2 separate regions of the Triticum aestivum genome follow, and region 2 is linked to region 1. The links are chromatin contacts, called in public Hi-C maps. All regions are on one chromosome and are shown on one strand. Each heading gives the region's core, a stretch centred on a gene start, on an enhancer-like site or on the middle of the called end of the contact. The rest is flanking DNA. Distances are from core to core; before and after follow the strand shown.

Region 1 (6,740 bases), core at 1,466-3,965:
GCTGGCAAGGCCATCTCGGCGATACCGAGATCCGTATCAGTATGACCGAATCGTTAGGGTTTTGGCAGTGGCTATGTCAAGATGAACTCGGTGGCTCTGGATAGGAAATATTGGTGGGGCCGAGTTGGGAATTAGGTTTTGGACATATTTGGATGGAGAAAGTGGTTGTGGGTTTTGGAGCAATATCACTAAGCACTTGAGCAACAAGATCATTAAGCAACACCTCATCCCCTTTTAATACTATTGGCTTTCCTATGGACTCAATGTGATCTTGGATCACTTAACCAAAAATGTAGAGTCAGCTTTTGCCAATCCTTGTCCTTATCATTTTAAAGGGTTACACACCCTCTTGTCCTTGCCACTCCATTGTTGAACTTATCTGAAATATACTTGATAAAACAATTAGTCCAACGGAAGATGTGTTGACATTAATTACCAAAATCACCCAAGGAGCACTTGTGCTTTCAACTCAACCCAGGGAGCAAGAATGACCTTGCAGAAGTGCATCGGCCCAGAGTACTCATGGAAATGTCCATAGTTACATGGCCTCTTGTTGGAGGCTCTACTGACCTCTAGCACTGCCTTGCCATTCTCGAAGCTGGCCGATGGAACCTCGTTAACCTTCGAGGAGTTGCCGAGGATGAGCTTGTCATTTTGTGTTGAAAAAATGAACAAGAGGCCAATAGAGGTACCTTAGACGCTGATCAAAATGTAATACACATATGAGCAAGATCAATGGTAGAGGTATGCTGAAAATCTACTGCACTTCATATTCAACCTTTGTTCATCCGTGCAGTCGATGCATCGTTTGACCGCACTTATGACAACCGAACTTCAACATTCATTCATGCCATCTACCTATCGCTTCAACCTACAAAGCCCCCATTTATCTACCATCGCAATCCACTTCACCCATCTCTATGTCTCTCTCCCAGTCTTCTACCATCTCCAATTCCTGAGCTATCTCTCTCTCACCACCGGTCCAGCTCCATGAACCCCTACCCTACTGACCATGCATGTACGACACTCATCCTCAAGTGCTTGCTTGGTGACCATAGGAATTTTGTGAAGATGATGGAAGTGTTTGCTCGGTTCAAGACCGTGGACGAGATGGTCAAGGAGGCAAGAGTTGTGCTCTTGAATGCAACAGAGATGGAGAAGAAGGCGATATAGCCTGACCCAGACAAAGGTGATATGTCAGTGAACATACTACTATGGGCGATGGAGGAGGCATGGTCAGCTGATCCATGTCAGAGAGCTAGATAGGACAAATACAAGTTTGTCGTAGCTCCTACTTACCGGGACGACAATGATGACGAGGAGGTGGGGGGGGTCAAGATGGTGGCCATGGTTCCTGAGCGTAGCTACTCCACGATCCGCTAGAAGTCGACGAGTACAAGCATTAACCTACATGTCGCTCATCGTGCCTCTACGCTCATCATGCCTAGGCTATAGCTCTTGCTCAATTGCATTGGATTTGAATGGACATAAGAGTGGATTGTGGTCGATTTAACCCCATGTTAATGAAAATCCTTCGAAATCCCATTCACATTCCTCAAATCCCTAATCGGATACACTTTGTTTGATCCCACATCGAAGCCTAGAACTTCAATCGATGCCTAAATCCCATGAACAAATAGTATAATCCATGCCTAAATTAAATGTGCGAAGTGTAATCGATGCCTACATCGATCTTTCACAAGGGACAAAGGGCTTATCGCCATTGATGAACGCTTGGTTGAGGGGTGGTGAAGCCGGTGGTCGATGCCACCCAGATCATGTGATCGCCATCGCTGGTGAGAGAATGGAGAGAGGCTGGAGTGAGTGGTGAGAGAAGGATGAGGGGATTTATGATGCGGCTTCGGGAACCAACGTTGTCTCCCGCATGTCCCCGCACATGCAGCCACCTTCACCCATGTGTGCTCGCTTGCATCGCTCGGGCCCGACTCACTGGAAATAGTCGATTCGAGCAATCCTTCATAGCCATGCCAGAGGTGCTTTAAGTTTCGTATGGGTCAAGATTCCATGCAAGCCAAGCATCCAAACAGCCAAAATTGCATCCCCGGTGCCTGGTTAGGGTATATTCAACCTACCAAATGCACCCCAACTGCATGATTTGGACATCTCCTTCGGCCGCTCCAAACTCCCTTCCTCCTTTGTTGTTCCCGTGAGAAATCGTGGTACTCGAGCTGCTGGTTGTAGCATTGAAGTTGAGTTCCCTATATGCCTATGGGTTAATCTTTTTGTAGGGTCTATATGACAGTGGGTTTGTCTTGGCATTTTTTTTCTCTTCTCTTCTAGTATGGTATTTTTCTCTGTTGTAACACGACACTTTTCTGCTGTAGCATGACAATTAATGGACACGTGTAGCAAATTTCTTTATTATGAATGGAAATTCTGTTTGCTGTAGCATGTCAATCCTCTTTTGTGAGCAACAAGGTTTGACCGGCTCCGGTGAAGGGAGGACGATTTCGGCGGCACGCCTTCCGTTTGCTCCAGTGTTTGTAGTCGTCGTCAGGTAGTCCATGTACGTGGTTGTAATTTTTATTACTCTAGTGTTCTTCATATTTTCCATACCTTCTTTTAGGCAGGACGTTCTCTGTACCTTTTTTTTAGATAAAGACGTTCTCTGTACTTTATTTTTTGAGGCGGTAGACGTTCTCTGTACGTAGTGCCTTGAACACACAGAAGGCCCTGTCTGGGCAGTGCTGCACTTCCCAGCCCAGCCCAGCCCAGCTGCAAGTTCCTCTTTCTCCACACCCGGACATCCCCCCAGCCACTAACTAGAGACCACAGTGCACAGCCCACCTCAACCCCCCTTTTCGATCCGAACCCACCGCCTCCTCGTCGCCGACGACGCCACCATGGCGGCGCTCCTAGCCCGGCAGGCAGCCCTGGCCCTCCGCGCTAGGCAGACGGTGAGCGACCCTTCTAACCCTCCCCTGCCTGCCGTCGCCCTCCTAGATCTACGCCGTCCGCCCTCCGGCTTCCAGATCGAGCCATGCCGCTCCGCGCTCCTGTTCGCGTTGTCGTCCGTCTGATTCCGTGGTTTGCCCGTGTTTCAGGCGCGTCTCGGCCCGTCCGCGACGGCGATGCAGGGCCACCTCCGGACCTACATGGACGCGGGGGCGCCCAAGAGGTTCAAAGGTCTCCGCCCTCTCCCCCTCTTCTTACTGAGCTGTTCGGTATTGTTATTACTTATCAAATGCGGTTCGGGCTTCGTCGGTTCTGTCCTATGATTTCAACGCATTCCGTGTGTTCAAAGTGATTGATTTTCTATGTCCTGTGGTGCATACGGTAGCGTGTGAGCGAGGAATTAGGGTTGCACTTGAAACTCTTTGGAACAGATCTTCGGTTATATTAATTAGTTGCACACTGTTGCCTGACACCGTATATGAAATGCTCAAAAATTGTGCCACGCTGCATCCGGTTGGTTTTAGGAGAACCTGTTCTTTACAACTAAAAGCCATTTGCTGCTGATGATGGACCATAGTATCAAATTTTAATTGGCCTAATTCTTTCGAACACTAATTCCATGCTATGATTTGTGTTTGCATAGTTGCATATTGAATTTAAATTTGTGCGATGCTACTGTTCTCTGAAAGTGCTGCCCTCTTTAATGATCAGAGGACGAGGAGAAAGAACAGCTTGCGAAAGAGCTCGCCAAAGATTGGAGTGCTGGTGAGTATATGTTTTTTATATGGGCATACAATTGTCTGTTGGCTATTTTCCTTGTTGCTGTTAGGATACTGCTTCACCTCTCATTTTAATGCTCTTTCTTCAGTGTTTGAAAGGAGTATCAATACATTGTTTTTGACTGAAATGGTCCGTGGTTTGATGCTGACGCTCAAGTACTTCTTCGAGAGGAAAGTTACAGTTAAGTGGCGAATTTCACACATGCTATTAGTCTTATTGTCGTGCTTGCTTCTGTTGACTGTTCTTTTATCTTGACTCCTTGTAGATTAACTATCCATTTGAGAAGGGCCCTTTGAGCCCCCGTTTCCGAGGTGAGCATGCTCTCAGGCGTTATGATACTGGGGAAGAGCGATGCATTGCCTGTAAACTATGTGAAGCTGTAAGTTGTGTTATCTTAAATCTTGCAATAATAGTGGATTAGTTAGCAAACCATATGAATTTATCTTCTGCCGAATGAAATTGAGATATAAATGGTCCATACTCCATAGTAATAGCAGGCCATGCTTATATGAAAATTTGATGTTTGCACCAGTAATACTACTCCATGCTATGTTATAACAGTGATTCCATGTTTTCCGTATTGAATTGTGAGTTCTTAGGGTCATCTTCTCTTTTCCATTATTTACTTTGCAAAATTGGTTTCCTTTCAAGTATACCTGACTGAAATTGATTAAAGTTTTTAAGAAAAGTTTGATCCCTTACTTGCTTGAAGTTATTTACAATACATGATGGTTTTGTTCTTGTTGGCGGTAGACCTTGTAGTTGTTAGTGCTTATGGAGTAAAGCATTAAGATTGATGTTCTGTGAGTATTCAAAATAGTCTGGCCATTGTATGCAGGGTTTCAGTTCCTGGGATTGATCACTTTTTCCCATGGGTACAAGGAGAACAAATCGTGGCCTGTAAACATTTAATTTAAAATCTAAATTGCAATTTGAAGTACAATTGATGGCATAATTATGGCCGTGAATCAGACAGTTGTCGGTCATTCTTTGAGGGTAACGGACATGTCAAACACCAAGAAAATTGCTGGTTACTGACTAGGAATCTGTCCTGAAGAGTCCACAACTCCTGGGTTGAAACACTGATGGTGCAAACCTCTTGTGTCAGTAAGATTGTGTAGGGTGTTAGCAGTTAGAACTTTGAGCTCTGGATCACTGGCAGCAAGAGCATTGCAGCTTTCTGCTTATTGGTGCTTTTTTTTAGAAAAATATTTACAGCTCAAATTTCTTAGGCCACATGCTTCTTCAATCTAGTATGGTGTATGGAACTGGTGCACGTATGGGGTTTAAGAAATTCTTGAAGAAGCATCGTATCTAGATTTAATAATATTTTGCAATTGAACGCACAAAGGTTAAATTCATGAGCCCCCCATGGCACCATGTGTCCACTACTACCTTGCTAGATTTACCATAAACTTTGTTGAACACTGATAGTTTTCTGGAAGTAGCTTGCTGTACCGTGTAAGTCTGTAACACTCTCACCAATCTTAGTTATTGAAGTCTTGGCCTTTGATTAGTTTCAAAACTTACTGCAAATTCTCATGTATAGTAGTGCAAAACTGTGTGATTGGCTTTTAAGATGCTTGAATGTTGGATGTTTCTCATACTAGTTGAAGTGGTAGTTATTGATGCATAAGTATGCCTTTTCTCACATGGCTTCACATGTGGTCAGATATGCCCAGCCCAGGCAATTACTATTGAGGCAGAAGAACGTGAAGATGGCAGTCGCCGAACCACAAGGTAATCGAATGGCTGTTTATTTTCTGTGAACCGTGTTAACTGTTAAATAAGCCATGTTGATGATCTACTGCTCTTAATCTGCAATCAAGCTCCATTCTGACGATTCATATTTTATTTTGTCTTGCAGATACGATATTGACATGACCAAATGCATCTACTGCGGGTTCTGCCAGGAAGCTTGCCCTGTCGATGCTATTGTCGAAGGCCCTAACTTTGAGTTCTCTACTGAAACTCACGAGGTAAACTGAACTAGCTGATTCTATCATATGATGTTATTTCCACACATTCCCTGGGAATCATAACACACAACATTCTCTGCCATGGTGCAGGAGCTGCTGTACGACAAGGAGAAACTGCTCGAGAACGGCGACCGCTGGGAGACCGAGATTGCCGAGAACCTGAAGTCTGAGGCCCTTTACCGTTGATTTGCTCTTGCCATTAAATTGGGTCTGCCATTTCCCCTGTTTTGCTCGACTAGCCGATAAATAAGCAAACCTGTATCATAACCTGAAAGCAAGGCGCCATGTTTTTGTGCCTGTGCTCCATCTGTTGTACTAGCATGCTCCAGGGTAAAGGTTTACGGCATGTTTTTGCGATTATTCAAATATTTTTGACTCTGATGGCATCGTGAACAATATACTGGTTGTGGAGTTTATTTTCCTGTCAATATGTTGTGTTTGCGTTTGTTATGAATGATGATTAACCAACCATGGCTATGAACTGGTCTGGACTAAGATTGCCCGTTCATAAATGTGAAGCAGTGTAGTACTCCCTCCATCCCAAAAAGCTTGTCCCTCAAATGAATGTATCTAACATCAAGTTAGTGCTACATCCATTTAAAGGACAAACTTGGGACAAGTTGAATGTATCCAACACCAAGTTAGTACTAAATACATCCACTTGAAGGACAAACTTGGGACTAATTTTTTCGGATGGAGGGAGTACGTATTACTCCCTCTGTCCCATAATATAAGAACGTTTTTGATACTACACTAATGTCAATAACGTTCTTATATTATACTCCCTCCGTTCGAAATTACTTGTTATAAAAATGGATGCATCTACAACTAAAATACATCTAGGTACATTCATTTCTTACAATTAAAATACATCTAGATACATTCATTTTTTGGACGAGTAATTCCAAACGGAGGGAGTATCAGTTATGGATTACTGAGCACAATGCAAGAGTAAACACAGTTGACAGAAAATAAACAGCCATCTGATTACCTTGTGGTTGAGCGATTTTACGGCATACTTAACAGTTAACACAGTTCACATTTTGCATAAGGAAAATAAACAAC
Region 2 (6,740 bases), core at 2,695-5,194, 700 kb before region 1:
TCAGTAAATGGGTACAGACAATAATGTATGGGAGTGCCGCATCATCACAATTTTTCCCTGCCATCTGATTTCTGATGCAAATGTATATATATAGGAAAAGATAACAATGCACAACGCAAAACATGGCTTCAAAAACATAGCTCCATGCCTGGATTTTATGGACATAGGTTCGTAACTTCATATGGTGCATGTATTGTCAGTTTGAGTACTTGCGCACTATTAAATTTCCCAAAGTAACATAGTACTAGAACATGTTATAGGATATGTACGCATGCAAAAGTTTGTGCAAAAACATGATCATATTGTGCACACATTTTTGCATGTGTGCAAGAGCGCCTAATGATTTATTTATTTTGCACAATTTTGTATGTACACATATTCTAAGACGATCAAGTGCTGCAATTTGTATTTCTAATGCACATTATATAAGCAATACGTACTTGCTTATGAGCATAGGCTCATATGTACAAGATGATTTTATTTTGGCAACCTACTGATACATGATGCACATAGAATAATAACTTGTGTACCGACACAAATGCTCAACCGCAGTATTAATTATTCTTGGAGGAAAGCTCACCAGTTCATTGAATCGGTCGTAATCTATCCAGGTATGCCATTTTCCATTGATCTTGAACTTGTCCACCTTTGCGAGCAGGACACAGCATGAATGCACATGCTCGCAGGCTAATTCATATATGCCACCACTTTTTGATGCCAACACCTCAGAGAATTCTTTTACATCAGCGTGCCAGGGGACATTTTCCATTGTCAACTTTGAAGTTGCTGACCTGTATGCATTACCGGAAAATATCAGCAACCCAAGAAGCCAAGCCAGAATCAGCATGTGATATTTTATTTTCTTTAAAATTCACTTACGAGCCACAGTATGTTACACCCTTGATTTCAATGAAATCAGGTTGTCCAAGTTTTAGTAAGTTTGCATATGCATCTATCTCTTCCACATTCCAGCCTTTGACCAGTGTCAGTCGGTACACCGTCCTTTGATCTTTGTCATGCAGGGACTTGAGCGAATCCTAAATATCAAAGTTAATAGTACGCAATGATAAGAGTTAGTATTTGTAAACCATAATTTCATGATGTGCATCTGCAAATATTTCTGCATATATACCAGAAAACGCTCCCAGAAGTCCGAAAAGAGTGGCCTATCAACAGCCTTCAGGCTTTCTTTTGTAGCTGCATCCACACTGACATACAGCTGCAACCATAGATAGAGGCATTATAATTATCTCTAGAATGTGTTGTCTGGGCATTAAAATGCCAAGCTCTGGATCTTAATTTCAATCAATTGAGAATATTACCTGGGTGATAGGTTTCAGAGCCTTAATCTTTTCAGGAAATTGAGCATTTGTAACCAGAAACGTAGATATGTGTCTGCGATGTAGGTCATCAACCAGAGTATTTATCTCTGGGTACATAATTGGTTCGCCAACAAGAGATAATGCACAATGTCTAGGGGATAGACCCTCTGCTAGTCGCTCTGGCTTTACTCCTGAAAGAAAGAGAGCAAGAAACAGCATAATTAAAGACCACAGTGTACTTCATGATACAAATATTATGGTACTAACTAATATTCCAGGCAGAACCACTGCATTATTTAATCAATAGCTTTACAGGATAATTATGAGGTTCTATTAATCATGTAGAGCCTAAGTTCTCAGCGCTGCAGGCTGAGTACACAAAATAAACAGATCAAAAGTTCACACTTGATGCTGCCTGGCATATCTTAATGGAACACTTCCGTCACGATTATTGCTGGCATAGGGTTGAAAACCTTTTAAAGGCTGTATGCGTTTAGGCAAGTTACAGGTATTTTGCCATGGATCTATTTTTTGTCCGGGCACTAGAATATTCAGTGCAACTTTTATTTGGCAGAATAATGCATACCTGGCACGCCTTTCATTTGCTTAACCATCTTCCTGTGTTCGTCAATTGCAGTATTAACAATGTCAAGAGGATCGTCCATCTTCCACTTCCAACTCTTCCCAACAGGATTTGTGTGATGCCTCCAACAGAACACACACTTATTTGCACAAGCCAAACTTGGAGTTGCCTCCATGCATCTACAAAATTGAGCATCTAATAATCAGAAAACAAACACTGACGGAAGCAAACCACACAAATATTATGTTGTGCGGAGTGGATCTATGTTATGAAACCGATCTGTGACATAGAATATGTATGAACTAGTCCAACCATGTATTCAGCAAGCATTCCAATATACCATGCTACAGAAGCAAAAAAAATTCACCTGTGGCTTTCTATGCCATAAAATGAGTGCTTGTAACACCCTCCCCGACCTCGAAGCTGTGACTTCGTCCATCTACAAATCTTCACCCCACTATGAGAACCAACAATTTTGTAGCCCTGGAAAAAAACCACAGGGATTGATTAATAGGGCACTAGATTGCAATATGTAGAATGAAAATATAAAGACGAAGCACATAAACTACAGAAAACAACTGTAAATTGTTAATCCCATCTAAACAGGTGGAGAATTCTACCTTATAGGCAAGGACCACAGAGATCTGAGTACATACACAACCCTTGTGTTAACCAACATCAGTTTGGGATCAGGAAAAGTTGTCTTAGATCCTAATCGAAAGTTCCATGAAGATGCTTGGTTGATTACTTGGCAGTTGCTTCAACAATCTCACTCTATCATAGCAAATTGCCAGACTAAGTATCTACACGAACCATTATTTTCACTAGCACGACATATACTAGTTCGATAAATTTAGAGGGGAACTAATTTATTTGCTGCCTAGCTATGCTTAAAAACTGCCTCAGCCCACAGAGATCTTAAAATTTTACTCTAGTTTCTTACCAGTGATGTATGTCAGGTAAGCATAGATTATAAAAAAAGAGCAGAATTGGCAATACTCTATTTTCATTAGGCATCATAGGACTCTTCAAAATTTCAGGTTGAAGCGCTTTTACATATGCAGTCAAGAGCATTATTATGTAGTATAACAGAAAGAATGTAACAACAAGTTGATGCTCACTTGTTTCTCCAAGCTCGCCCTGATTATGGGCGTGACCATGGCCCTCGCGCCGTTCTGCCCTCCATTGGGCAAAGCACCCTCCACCTTCCCATTCTGCTTCTTTGCTGTCGCCTTGCCGGCAATGTCTTCCATGTCAACCTCCCCACTAGCCACCTCCTCCTCCTCTTCCTCCTCATCATCGTCATCATAATCGGACTCCTCCCCTTCCAGCCCATCAAACCCATTGGTCTCTCCATCGACTCCGTCCTCCTCAACCTCCTCCCCTTTGACCACCCTGAGCACCCTCCCGCACCACTCCTCGAAGACGTCATCGAGGTCCCCCTCATCCACGTCGCCCTCCCCGACGGGCAGCACCTCGACGGCCCCGAGCGCGCGGAGCCAGCGCGAGAAGCTCCTGGCGGCGGCGTTGAAGGTGTCGCCGTAGGCGCGGGAGCCGACGCCGAAGACGGCGAAGCGGAGGCCCGAGAGGAGCAGCGCCCCGGCGCGGAAGTCGGCGGCGGTCTCCGCGAGCCAGCGCGCGAGGAAGGCGGCGCCGGGCGGGGGCGCCCCGGCGTCGTGCGTGGGGAGGACGAGGAGGAGCAGCGGGACCGAGGGCAGGTCGTCCGGGTCGAAGGCGGCGGCGTCGGTGGCGCGGGCGGGCAGCCCGGCGTCCGCGAGGCGGGCCGAGAGGCGCGCCGCGAGGGCCTTGGAGGTGCCCGTGGCCGAGGCGTAGAGGAGGGTCGGGGCGGCGGCGGCGGCGGGGGCGGGGGAGGAGGATGGGGATGGGGAGGGGCGTAGGGTGCGGCGGAGGCGGCGGAGGGTGATGGACTTGTAGAGGAAGAAGAGGGAGGAGGAGGAGAGCAGGAGGAGGAGCGCGAGGTGGGAGGTGCCGGAGGCGGCCGCGGCCGCCGGGGAGGGGGGCATCGCGGCGGCGGGCTGGGGTTTGGTGGGTGGGGAGGGGGAGGCTGGCTTCCGGCTTTGGTGGGTTTTGCTGTGCCCTTGCGCGCCGCGCGAGGCGGTTGGGGTTTGCTCTTCTTTCTGAAACTGAAACTGAAACTGAAACTGAGACGCCGTGCACGTCAAACTTCAGAAAAGCGTCCCAAAGTCTGACGATCTTTTGCAATTTTTGCATTGTTGTCGCACTTTCAGAAGCACACCGAATGACTCATCAACTCTTCTACTGCATCCTTGTATAAATTCATTTACAACGTTCACAAGCTTTACATCCTTTTACACATTGTTACAATACAATGTTCAGAAACAGCACAGCGCAGCCCTGTTTACACGACCCATCCAGCACTTACTCTGAACCTAAAGCTGGATGCTGTCCAAGACAGAACTGACAAGAGTAACACTGTCGCAATCGCGCGTGTGTGCGCAGTAGATGGTCGTGGAAGCCAACAAATGAACGAATCGGGTGCCTTCAACCCAGATCAACAACCAGGAGCATCAAAACTATGTCTGTACCACATCAAGAAAATGTGCGCCTTGTGATATAACGCGATAGTTCACGGTCGCCACGTTGTTTTCTTTACAGACATGATGCCCTCCTTGTCCTTCCTGAAGGTCATCACGATCTCCCAGTGGAGCGACTTCAGGATCGCCTCCAACGGGTCGAGGATCTCGAGCTTCTCCCGGATGATGGCCCACCCTCCGGGTCTCAGGATCCGGTCCATCTCGACCAAAATCGAGACAGGTTCCTTGCATCTGCATTGTTCAGGTCATGTCAGCATGTCACATCAAACACTGTAAGCACACCGAAAACTATAGACCGTCAAAGTTCAAGCGAGGGTACTTCATTCGACAAACATACCTGTTCTTCAAGCGTGAGAACAAATGGTCGGCATGAAGAAGATCGTACGACCTTGGATATGTGCTAAATGGTTCGCACCAGTCGTGATAAACACCGACCAGCCCGCGCTCGAAGATTACAGGTAGGGTGTCTGGGGCATGCACGGGGACAACATTCATGACCCAAACTTTTTCAGACGACAAAGCTGCAGCAAATCTGCAAGGAAACACGCATATAAGTAAGAGAAATTCAATTTATATACTGGGAAATGTGAAATTGAGAATGGAGAGCGTACCCTCCATATACAGCCTTCATATCCAGCACGTTTCGGATATTTGTCCAGTTAATACCCAAGCCATCCAGATACGATTTCTCAACGACGGCCTTCCAGTGGCTATGATCAGCAGACACCCTTGTTTGCAGGTCCCCGAGCCAATCAGGAAAAGTCTCGAGCCTCTTGGGCCACTCCTCAGGCCACTCACTGCCTCTTTCTTCGATACCAGCAGGAGCTTTGTGCAGGCAATGCTTGATTGGAGTATACCTACAAAGGAAAACAAACGTTTCAGTTTCACAAGCCAAACAAACTCCAGTGTACATGATAATTCAGGAAACACCGTAGTGATTAATCCAAGTGTCCTAGTTACCATGCAGTAGCTTTGTTTTGCTCTTCCTTGCAAAATGGAGGATCTTTTTTTGCTCTCAGGTCATACTCGTCATTTGAGGCTGGTCGCTGAAATATCTTTACTCCAAGCTCGCTGACATCATCACTGTTGTAAGCTATTACGTTCCAACAAACCGCGGTCATTGAAGCTGATATTCCTGTAAAGTTCATCAAGACATTTAAAACATAAACATTGGGCGAAATAGAACATAACAAGGCCAGTAATGGCCCCATGAAAGTCGTGATATTTTACATGCTTGTTCGTTTATAATGACATCGGTATTTCAGCAGATTCCAGCCTTTTCTCCACACACACACAGTAACGTGCCATACCTTCTTCACTCTCGAGGTCACCATGTCTGCTCGATATAACGAAGTATCCTCCTGGGCGAAGGATCCTATTCATCTCTATGAGAAGCTTTCCACCTAATCCATACAATACAAAATGTTGTTCAAGATGTGAGCAACGCAGGATAGTGGCATGCTGGGTCTAAAAGAGAGGAACGAAGCAGCATGTAAATACCATTAGAATGCCATGGTATGTTGCATTCACTACAGTGGATAATATCAAATGAACCACTAGGAAAGGGTAATCTTCTTGATCCCAGACTGCCAATTGTTGCAGGGATGCCGCGTTCAAGGGCAACTTGTGCAAGGTCTGTCTGGTCATTTGTAAGGCCTAATGACAGTGTAATCACATCCTTCTCGAGTAGAGCAACTCCAAACCCAGCACTTTTGCATCCAATGTCCAATGCTATGCGAATATTTTTACCCCAGTCAAGATCAGGTGCCATCTGCGTGACAAACAAAATATCATATAAATTGTGTTAAGCACAATAAGTAATAGTACAAAATATAAAAATATTTGTATTTCAATTATAAAAAATGTAAACAATGTTCCATATTAAGTTTTAGCCAAAGTCAACTAATTTGTTCCATTATGAATTACTGTGTAAGAACTAAATTTTTGAATCCATATACCAGGACACTCAGTGTGGTAAATGATTTCACAGTTGATGAAACCACATAGGAATGACCTTCCAAAAATCAGGAAAGTTATCGACACATTAACCAAGAGACAAAAGATGAAAATCATCTGAGCAGATCACAGCTAAGACATTAATTGTCTTCACGCAAAATGGTTCAATCTTTAAAAAGAACAGAGCTGTGTGCATAGATTTCCCAAATAATTTGTTCCATATTCACATTTATAATCACACACTTCTGCTACATGATCCACAAATTTGTTACTGCACTTATTTAGTGTTCAATCAGTTAGCAA

What was found. Hi-C and Micro-C count contacts between places; a contact is called where the count stands out from the background.
Region 2: a contact with region 1 is called in a Hi-C map of leaf, with 6 times the contacts expected there. The contact joins the promoter of LOC123113472 here to the promoter of LOC123113466 in region 1. A contact is called at or near these places in 3 of 5 Hi-C or Micro-C datasets (all in leaf).

The regions. Positions count from the first base shown.
Region 1 is chr5B:591,220,629-591,227,368 of IWGSC CS RefSeq v2.1, reverse strand. LOC123113466 (NADH-ubiquinone oxidoreductase subunit 8) reads left to right here and starts at 2,715. Exons shown (of 8, transcript XM_044534700.1): 1 at 2,715-2,918; 2 at 3,066-3,147; 3 at 3,628-3,681; 4 at 3,785-3,876; 5 at 3,962-4,075; 6 at 5,369-5,436; 7 at 5,564-5,675; 8 at 5,766-6,103. The coding sequence starts at 2,865. The coding sequence ends at 5,861.
Region 2 is chr5B:591,922,201-591,928,940 of IWGSC CS RefSeq v2.1, reverse strand. LOC123113472 (S-adenosyl-L-methionine-dependent tRNA 4-demethylwyosine synthase) reads right to left here and starts at 3,944. Exons shown (of 8, transcript XM_044534708.1): 1 at 3,027-3,944; 2 at 2,273-2,388; 3 at 1,909-2,084; 4 at 1,323-1,513; 5 at 1,133-1,219; 6 at 880-1,037; 7 at 581-791. The coding sequence starts at 3,929. LOC123113471 (probable methyltransferase PMT28) reads right to left here. Exons shown (of 8, transcript XM_044534707.1): 3 at 5,982-6,252; 4 at 5,792-5,884; 5 at 5,442-5,616; 6 at 5,093-5,338; 7 at 4,870-5,013; 8 at 4,167-4,712. The coding sequence ends at 4,514.